3 separate regions of the Mus musculus genome follow, and all the other regions are linked to region 2. The links are chromatin contacts, called in public HiChIP or PLAC-seq and capture Hi-C maps. All regions are on one chromosome and are shown on one strand. The core of a region is the stretch at or near the end of the contact, and the rest is flanking DNA. Distances in the headings are between cores, read along the strand shown. Region 1 has its middle 38 kb from the start of Gm39319. Region 2 overlaps Clmp (CXADR-like membrane protein). Region 3 has its middle 25 kb from the start of Gm48277.

What was found. HiChIP or PLAC-seq counts read pairs in DNA pulled down with a chosen protein or histone mark. Capture Hi-C pulls out chosen DNA fragments and counts their contacts.
Region 1: an H3K4me3 HiChIP or PLAC-seq map of bone marrow-derived macrophages shows a contact between it and region 2, with 4 times the contacts expected there. The contact joins two enhancer-like sites. A contact is called at or near these places in 3 of 39 promoter capture datasets (3T3-L1-derived adipocytes, frontonasal cranial neural crest and liver), 8 of 484 Hi-C or Micro-C datasets (3T3-L1-derived adipocytes, bone marrow-derived macrophages, cerebral cortex and 3 more), 20 of 115 datasets of contacts at active chromatin or transcription factors (acute myeloid leukemia, bone marrow-derived macrophages, cardiomyocytes and 13 more) and 3 of 9 other capture datasets (adipose tissue, liver and pancreatic islet).
Region 3: a capture Hi-C map of bone marrow-derived macrophages shows a contact between it and region 2, with 3 times the contacts expected there. The contact joins two enhancer-like sites. A contact is called at or near these places in 2 of 115 datasets of contacts at active chromatin or transcription factors (bone marrow-derived macrophages and embryonic stem cells) and 1 of 9 other capture datasets (bone marrow-derived macrophages).

Annotation. Positions count from the first base shown.
Region 1 is chr9:40,626,889-40,629,714 of GRCm38.p6, forward strand. No RefSeq gene overlaps it. Among named protein-coding and RNA genes, the nearest start is that of Gm39319, 38 kb to the right of the region's middle. Within about 2 kb of position 1,428, at least 23 of the 459 cell types and tissues checked have an H3K27ac peak or open chromatin away from gene starts, as enhancers often do. A contact at or near this core is called in bone marrow-derived macrophages, cerebral cortex and embryonic stem cells, where this site is marked.
Region 2 is chr9:40,782,735-40,785,567 of GRCm38.p6, forward strand. Clmp (CXADR-like membrane protein) reads left to right here. Exons shown (of 7, transcript NM_133733.5): 7 at 1-2,585. Among named protein-coding and RNA genes, the nearest start is that of Hspa8, 17 kb to the right of the region's middle. Within about 2 kb of position 1,522, at least 171 of the 459 cell types and tissues checked have an H3K27ac peak or open chromatin away from gene starts, as enhancers often do. A contact at or near this core is called in bone marrow-derived macrophages, cerebral cortex and embryonic stem cells, where this site is marked.
Region 3 is chr9:40,580,841-40,583,813 of GRCm38.p6, forward strand. No RefSeq gene overlaps it. Among named protein-coding and RNA genes, the nearest start is that of Gm48277, 25 kb to the left of the region's middle. Within about 2 kb of position 1,286, at least 87 of the 459 cell types and tissues checked have an H3K27ac peak or open chromatin away from gene starts, as enhancers often do. A contact at or near this core is called in bone marrow-derived macrophages, where this site is marked.

The DNA of each region.
Region 1 (2,826 bases), core at 178-2,677, 160 kb before region 2:
TCCTTTGTGGATATCGTTGAAGTGATTAATGCTGTCCCTCTCTCGAACGGATGAACAAAGATGTGAATCGGATGTGGAATGAATAGAAAAAATATTTTAACTTCGATGGCAGACCCAGGGTTAATAATTCTGAAATGGAAAAGCTTTATTGATCGTCGAGTAAAATATCACCCTAAAGCACTGAGCTATAGACTCCTAGCCAAGAACCAAGAAAACATATTCTTAGCTCAGACAATAATAGGCACTGGGGTTTCTTTTTCTTCTCTTTCTTTTCCTTCCATGGAAAATGAAGAAGGATGTTAAAAGCAAAAGGAAAGAGCATTAGAAGAGCAGGTGTAACTTAAAGGTAAAGAAGCAAAAGGAAGGATGGGGGAGGGGGAGCATGGGTTAGCGGCATTTAAATGACCTAGCTGAGCTATGAAGGGGATGGATGGCTCACGTTACCAAGGACGACGACATGCCTCGAGGCATCAAGTCCAGGACTAGGTCTGCAGCATTGCGGGGGCTGACACTGTTTCCCTCCCTCAAGCCCCCATCCCTCACTTGCCTCTTCTTTTTTAAAATGTATTTATTTATTGTATGTATATGACTACGCTACACTGCTCCTGTCTTCAGACACATCAGATCCCATTTCAGATGGTTGTGAGCCACCCTGTGGTTGCTAGGAATGGTACTCAGGACCTCTGGAAGAGCAGCCAGTGAGTGTTCTCAACCGCTGAGCCATCTCTCCAGCCCCGCTTTCCTCTTCTTATTGTCCTCCTCCTCCTTCTTATTCTTTTGAGACAGGGTCTCACAATGTAGCCCTGGCTGGACTGGAACTCACTCTGTAGACCAGGCTGGCCTTGAACTCATAGGGGTTCACCTGCCTTGGCCTCTTACTCTCAAGTGCCAGAATTCAAGATGTGCACCATCATGCCCTGGCTCTGTCCGGATCTTGATCTTAAGCTATGTACGCAGAATTCAAGCAAAAATAGGAAAAAGTACCAAAGTAGAAACGCCCAGGGAAATGGTCCACAAAATGACATATAAAGAGCAAATTATTTACTTGGTGAATGACAGGTGTCATTTGTATGTTTTTCTAAAATTAACCTGAATAATCTTGAACAACGTAATGGTGAGACTTGCCTTGTATTAGCAGTAGTATTAGCAGAATACTACTGTTGTATTAAATGCTATACACCCCTGGTTCACTTCGCTACAAGTGAGGAATGCTTGTAAAATGCTTGTGTCGCCCCCAAATTAGCACGGGGTTCATGAAGAATCACTTGGCAAGAGAGGGCCAAGGAAAGGAGAAAACCAGAGAAGCAACCTGTAGCCATTTTGTCAGCAACCCAAGGACTTTTGTGCTAAGCCGGTAGCAGGCCGCTGTGCCATCTGGAGCCAGTGAAACTAGCTATCCACAAGAGGGCGATGTCTAACCAATCCCCAGCCCTAGGAGCTGAAGGCAAGCTGCTTGGCAGAGGTCAGGATCCAAGGTCAGCCTGGGCTACTGGAAGTCCCGCCCCTTAGCAAATAACTAACCAAACAAAAATAAAGAGGGTGGTAAGATTGCTATAAACAAGAAAATCCTCTGACTCACAGGCCTGTGGACATACTACCAGCTCAGCCTTTCCAACTCACCCCTAAAGGCAGAAAAGCCCTACCCCCAGGGCAAGGTCCCTCCAGGGAAGGACTCTAGGCTTGTTATTTCTAAGGCTGCGAGTCAGGACATTTTCAATTCTCAGGTATGAGCAAATCGTAGGAAGGAGTCCCTACCAACTCCTAAAGCCCATCTCCCAAATCGCCAGCTCAACTGGGAGAGCGAATAAATGACATGGCCAGACCCAGAGGCTTCTGAAATAAGGATTATCACGACAACACCAGTAAAACATGTGTGGGCACGCACACCTTTTTTTCCTGGTTATAACCGGCACCTGCACGGAGATCCACGCTGTGCTTTCATATGAATACAGTTGGGGAACTGACCCCAAAGGGAACTAAGTGGAGAAAGGGGCACGACCAACAGGGGGCGGGGCTTGTGTCCCATCCACAGAGTGTCTACAGTAGCAGGGTTGGGGCCCAGCCTGATATGTGGCACTTCTAATGTGTTCCGGGAGGTGTTGATGCTGTTTGTTGGACAGTAGGGTTACGTTGACAATGGTATAGGGCTCGTGCATCTACTCCTTAGCTCTGGCGTATTCAGAAATAAAGGTCCTGGGCGTGGTGGCGCTCCTTTAATCCCAGCACTCGGGAGGCAGAGGCAGACGGATTTCTGAGTTTGAGGCCAGCCTGGTCTACAGTGTGAGTTCCAGGACAGCCAGGGCTACACAGAGAAACCCTGCCTCGAAAAAAAAAAAAAAAAAAAAGGAAGAAAGAGAGAGAGGGAGGGAGGGAGGGAGGGAGGGAGGGAGGGAGGGAGGGAGGGAGGGAAGGAAGGAAGGAAGGAAGGAAGGAAGGAAGGAAGGAAGGAAGGAAGGAAGGAAGGAAGGAAGGAAGGAAGGAAGGAAGGAAGGAAGGAAGGAAGAAACCTGCCCTGAGTTGGTAAACAGAGCACTTCCTAGGGATAATTCCTGGTATCCGGATTCCTGACATCCTTACTTCCTGGGAGGTAAGCATCCTCACTTCCATTTCTCACTAGGAAAGCAAGGGCGCCAAGAGGCTATCTGAGCTGGCGAATCTTGGCGCCTGGATTTGATCTTGGTGGCAAAGTTCCTGCTGGACATTCTAGCTCCAGGGTGAAGGAGCTGGTCAACTGAAATAAAGAGGGAGAAAGTGCAAACGTAAGCGCCTCTTTTACAACAAGAAGCAAAAGGGCAAGCATTGTGGGAAAGCTTGGTAATCACAATC
Region 2 (2,833 bases), core at 272-2,771:
GCACGGACCAGTTCTGATGAGTACCCTCCTTATATAGGATACCAAACAAACACAAGGACGGAGGCTGACCATCTATCTCTAAAGGCACCTCACTGTGCCTTCAGACAGAGTGGAGGGGAGGAGGGGCCCAAGCTTATTTGGTGAAAATAAAGGGAAAGGTGAGGCTGCACACACCTGAAACATCTTACCTAGGATGTTGCAAGTCACCACAGTCAAGAAGAAGCGGGAATCTCGTAGATCAATTTTCTATTCATTTCTGCAAATTTATTGGATTAGTGTGATTATTCAGATAGTCAAAACAGAAGCCCACGCCTTATAATATACCTATCTGCAACATGTACTGGGAGAACTGCGTTTAAGAAATTCACATTAAAAAAAAAAAAAAAAGAAGGAAACACATTTTTTTTCTACTTTGACTTGACTTCTTGTGTCATAAGGTTTGAACGTTGGTTGGGGAGGATTTGCAATGTGGGAGACAGAGAAAAGGGACTTTTCTCTTACCTCATCAACAGCCAATCTTCCTATTTCCGTCGAACCCTAAAATAATAACTAAGGAGGGAGTCCAACCAAGATGGGACATGATTCTCTGAAGAGCTTTCCTTTTTGATATTCAGAGGCTTGACAACAGATATCAAGACGATTATCCCGGGGCAGTTGTGGCTCTTTATTCCAATTTGACTGACTCCCCTAAAGACTTCTCTGCTGGATGTTTCTAGGAGAAACAAATACTCACTACATGTCACTTAATGAATGTCCTTAGGGACAGTCCTCTAGAGAAAGTCTCTCAGGGATGTTGAAAGATCCCCTTGCATACCACTTCCTGCTCCTCTTTCTGGGAACAAGAGCAACCAGAATTTCAAGACTGCTTGGAATAGAGAGGGAGAGTAGACCTTTCTCTCAGTAGGTCAAAGGACATTTGATACTGGCCCAAAACTTGGCGATTCTTTCATTCTAGAAGGATGCAAATGTGGGACTTTTGATGATTCTAGGCCTTAAATTTTCAGCAATCATTTCCTAAAGGCACTGAAACCCAAACCCCTCCCATGGCCCTCTCCCCGCTGAGAGGTTGAACGGTATCCTCGCTGTCTTTCTTCTCAGCGGTAGACTCCAAGAGACTTGGAAGGAGTAAACTGCCATTAGGGAGTAGGTGGTGAGCAAAACAAGGGGTGGTGGGCGGTGGGAGTGGGTTCAGCTCAAGGCTGTTAACATTTTTGGCGTTGGCGCTTGGGAAGGAATTAGCAGAAAGGATTCACTACCAGCAAAAGTATCAAACAACTCACACAAGGAGAAGAAAGGTGTCTGAGAAATGTTTAAAAAAAAAAAAAAAAAAAAAGGCAGCCTTTCCAGGACAAGTAACTTGCCTTTTAGAAGGTTTTGAAGATTAGGGCACTTAAGGCACAGCTGCTAAACCTGAATGAGCCCTTCAAAGAACAAAGCAAAGTCAGCTGGTCGTGGTGGGTGGAGCGGAGCATTTCCTATTGTTGACCAGGGCAAAGGCTAGAGAAAAGCGGAAGTGCTGTGGCTGCTGAGATGAAGTGTTCTCTGGAGCAGGACTCGGATGCTTCCAGGAAAAGGTTGAGGCTCACCACTGCCCTGTGTCTCTGGCTTCTTATTCCTACGTTTAATTGGCATAAGAGCATCCTCACAGGATGTACACACATTTCCTTCTAAAGTGCCTGGGAAATGATGCTTGCGTTAAGTTGTTTGGGGTTCGTTTGGGTGGGCTTTGTGCATGCTAAAGTGACCGTCCTAACCTGAGTTTTGTCTTCCTTTTAAAGAGGTAGAAATAAGAGACATTGAGGAAACAACACAGGTGCCTGTCCATTTGAGAGAACCGGCATATTTGAATGCTTCTTATACTAACTCTTATCTCATTGTAAGATTTTTATTTTAAGCCCCTTACTCTGATTACACTTTATCCTTCTTGGAGGATGGTATCCAAGCAACATGTCTCTCCTGCTATATAATTCTGAGCGTTCTCATTCCTGGAGTCCCTGAGCCATGCAAGCTTACCATGAAGGCTGCAGCTGCGCTGTCAGGAGCAATTTTCTCACTGTTCCCTGCCTTTGAGCATCGGATTTCCTGCCTGTGCTTTGCAAGCAGGGATCAGTCCCCTTTGTCTGAAAAGGAAATTCCAATTCTTTAAACGTGTTGTTAGAAACCAATACCACTGAATATCCAAATTACTTTGGAAACTCTTTCCAATGGAAAACTGCATTAAAACACGCCAAACATTATACTGGGAGCTGAGAAATTCTGAGAGATAAGGCACTGAAGTCTTAGTAACGACAGAGCCTCAGCATCAGCCATTCGCGGTTAAATAAGACAGAGAATGAGCTGAAGATGGAGCAAAAGCCATGACTGGCTCCAAACCTTATTCCATTGACTTTGCAAACCAAGCCAGCTGAGTCTTTAATGTGAAACAAATAGAAAAGGAAAAAACAAAAACAAGCAAACAAACAAAAAACTGATGGGCAAAAGCAAAAAAAAAAAAAGTAATAATAAATGTTTGTAAGAAAATGCAGGAGGAGGAATGTGTATGTTTAAAGAATAACCGTTTCAATAAAATATATAAGCCAAACTGACATTTGTAAAATAGTAAGATTAATGTTTTTGTTGTCATCTTGTACACAAAGCATTTCAGAATTGCTGTTCCAAAAGGTATTTATGGTATGTTTCGTTTCTGGTACTATGCTGTTTGTGTGTCAGTCTGCTGTGTTGCCTTGTAAACCGGGTGGTACTTGTCACAAAAGCAGTTATTGATTGTAAGTCCATTTGTAACAGCAATGAGAAAATAAATAAGGGACGGTGGCACCCAAGGAGGAGCTGGGGC
Region 3 (2,973 bases), core at 36-2,535, 200 kb before region 2:
CACACTATGCCATGCATGTGTGTGCTCACACAAACACATTAAATAAACAAATGTAATTTTTAAAATGATATAATTGACATATGTTAATATGCTGGAGAGATGGCTCAGTGGTTAAGAGCACTGACTGCTCTTCCATAGGTCCAGAGTTCAAATTCCAGCAACCACATGATAGCTCACAACCATCTGTAATGAGATCTAATGCCCTCTTCTGGTGTGTCTGAAGACAGCTACAGTGTACTAATATATAATAAATAAATCTTTAAAAAATAATAATTATTATTATAATATAATTACATCATTCCTCCCTTTCTTTGGCTTCCCCCAAACACTCTCATATACTCCACCTTACTCTCTTTTAAATTCATGGCCTCTATTTTCATTGATTGTTAAAATATGCATGCATCTATGTATACATATGCATATATACTCCTAAATATGACCGGCTCAGTGTGTATGATGCTACTTTATGTATGTTTTCAGGGCTGACCATTGGATGTCATTGGATAACCAATTGGTGTGCTCCTCCTCCCTGGGGAAGGCTGCTTCTCCCACCCTCAGCGTTCCTCAGTTGCCTGTAGCTCTTTGTGTAGGTTGGGGTCTCGCGGGCTTTTCCCTATCCACTTGGCATGTCTACAGTTGGTGTTCTGGTTCCCCTCATCTTTGGGCTCTCCTGTTGGTGAAACTTTACGGGTATACTTTCTGACATTGCTACAGACAGCCTCGCAGCAAACTCTCCTTGGGCCACAGTCTGAAGTCTGCATGGTGTCTTCAGAAATAGGGATTTGCCTTTCCCATCTTGGGGCACAGCCAGGAGCGATGACAATAGTTTGTGTGGCTTGTGAGTCTCTTGGACAACACCATTCAAAAGCTCAAGAGAAGGCTTCCTATGTGAGGACTGGAGGTTTTATTGGGTGGTCTTTAGTTCTCAGGGGCTCATTGTCCACCCAAAGAAGAACATTTTCCTTGTATTATCTATGTATATTAATACGCAGGCTTGTGTGTGATGTTAGGTGGGGCTTTAGGGGAACAGTTAATATAATGACTCATGATTTTCTCAGACATCCTTCCTCTTATTTACTCTCTTCTTCCTCATTTATCTCCCTACCCTTCCTAATCTGAGCCCACCCCTCCCCCACCACTTCCTTGAGCAGATCACTTGTACCCTTCTTAGTCCCCGCTACTGTTCCCAACCCCCTACACTTAAACAGTTTTAAGTCCCCTTGAGCCCTTGCTGCCACCAGAAGGATTTCACTGAGAGTCCTTCCTCCTTCCTTAGTCACCTCCTGTGGTCGCTTGAATGACAATGGTTCCCCAAGGGCTCACAGGAAGTGGCACTATTAGGGGTGTGGCCTTGTTAGAGGAAGTGTGTCAATGGAGGTGGGCTTGGAGGTTTTAGATGTAGCAAGGCCCAGGAGCTCGCTCTCTCTTCCTACTCTCTTCCTCAACCTCTCCTGCTCTCTTCCCTAATCAAAATCCCCACCCGAAAGCTCCCATACACTAATTACGTACAACAACCTAAGTGCTCCTGCTCCTTCAACGCGCCAAGAGCCAGGCCCTTCACGGGCCCAGATAACCACCAGAGTACTCTGCCAACACACTGTGCTAGAGAATGCCTCGACGAACTCATTCAAATCAAAGTTTTAGAGATCGGGAGAGATGGTTTAGTCGGTAAAGTATTTAAGGATTGCATTTTCATTTTCATTTATTTTTATAATTACATTATGGCTCCAAACTCAATAACTGAAAGTAGATTCTGTGGAGCTTTTGAATGTATTCACAGATTCTCTAATGCACCTTCAAAAGAGGGCCGGACTGGGAAGATAGCTCTCTAGGAAAAGGGTCTGGTTATGTGCATAAGGGCCTGATTATGAGCCTAGAACCCAGATTTTTAAAAAGGTGGGTGTGGCTTAAAAATCCCGTGGCTGGGGAGGCAGAGGCAGGAAGATCCCTGGAGTTCACTGGCCACCTAGCAAGCCTAGCATATACAGTGAGCTCTAGAATTGTAAGGAACCCTGTCTCAAATGATAAAAGGTGGGTGAGGGGACTGATGGGGGCAGGGGAGGACAGGACAGCACCTGAAGAATGACACCCAAGGTTGACATCTGGCCTACATCTGCACCTGCTCACATGCACGTTTTAAGTTCACTTCTTTAAAAATTCCTATCTCACTTTAGTGCTCAGCAACCGCCTGCGGCTGGTGACCAGTGTCCGGGACAGTGTAGACAGCAGAAGGTTCTGCAGGACAGCACATAGCTAAACCTAAAAGGCACTTTCTCCTCCTTCTTTCTTAGCATCTCCTGCAGCCCGCTGCAGTGAAAGGCTCTTTCCACCACTGGGACTTTTATATTTAATTCTGTCAGCTCTTTCCAGTGGGCAGAACCTTTGGGGAGCCTCAAGTTCAGATCTCGGGGCAGGTATTCTGGTCCTTTCCACTCGGGAAAATGCTGGTTAGTGATGAGGGAGTTGGGGGTGGATAGAAGGTATGTAGAGGCAGCATGCTAAGACTGTAGAAGTTGACTTTTGTCGCCACCTATCACTTTAAAAACCTTAAGAACGATTCTTTTACTTGGTTTCAATCCCTAACTGGAACGATTCTGCTTGGGTTCAGTCCTCAATTGGAATCACTGAAAAGGATCCTTCAGGGATGTTTTCCAAAGGGAAAGACTGATGCTCTGCTGTGACCAATGTAATTTTTGCTTCTGCTGGCACGATACAGCGCTCCCTCCCGAAAGAGGGATGAGGTCTCCTCTGAGGACACCCACAGTGCAAAGACACGCGTGGGGAAGAGCTCTGATTACTGCCCAGTACCAGCTGCTACCTCCCTCTGCTCCTTTCCTCAGATGCTCAGGTCAGGTTCTGCTTGGGAAGATCAGTGTTTCTGTTGTCAGAAGCCCAAGCTGACCCATTTCCCTAGGCTCCCAGGGGAGGCCAAGACTCAGTGATGGCGCCATCTGCTGACTGGTTCTCGTGTTG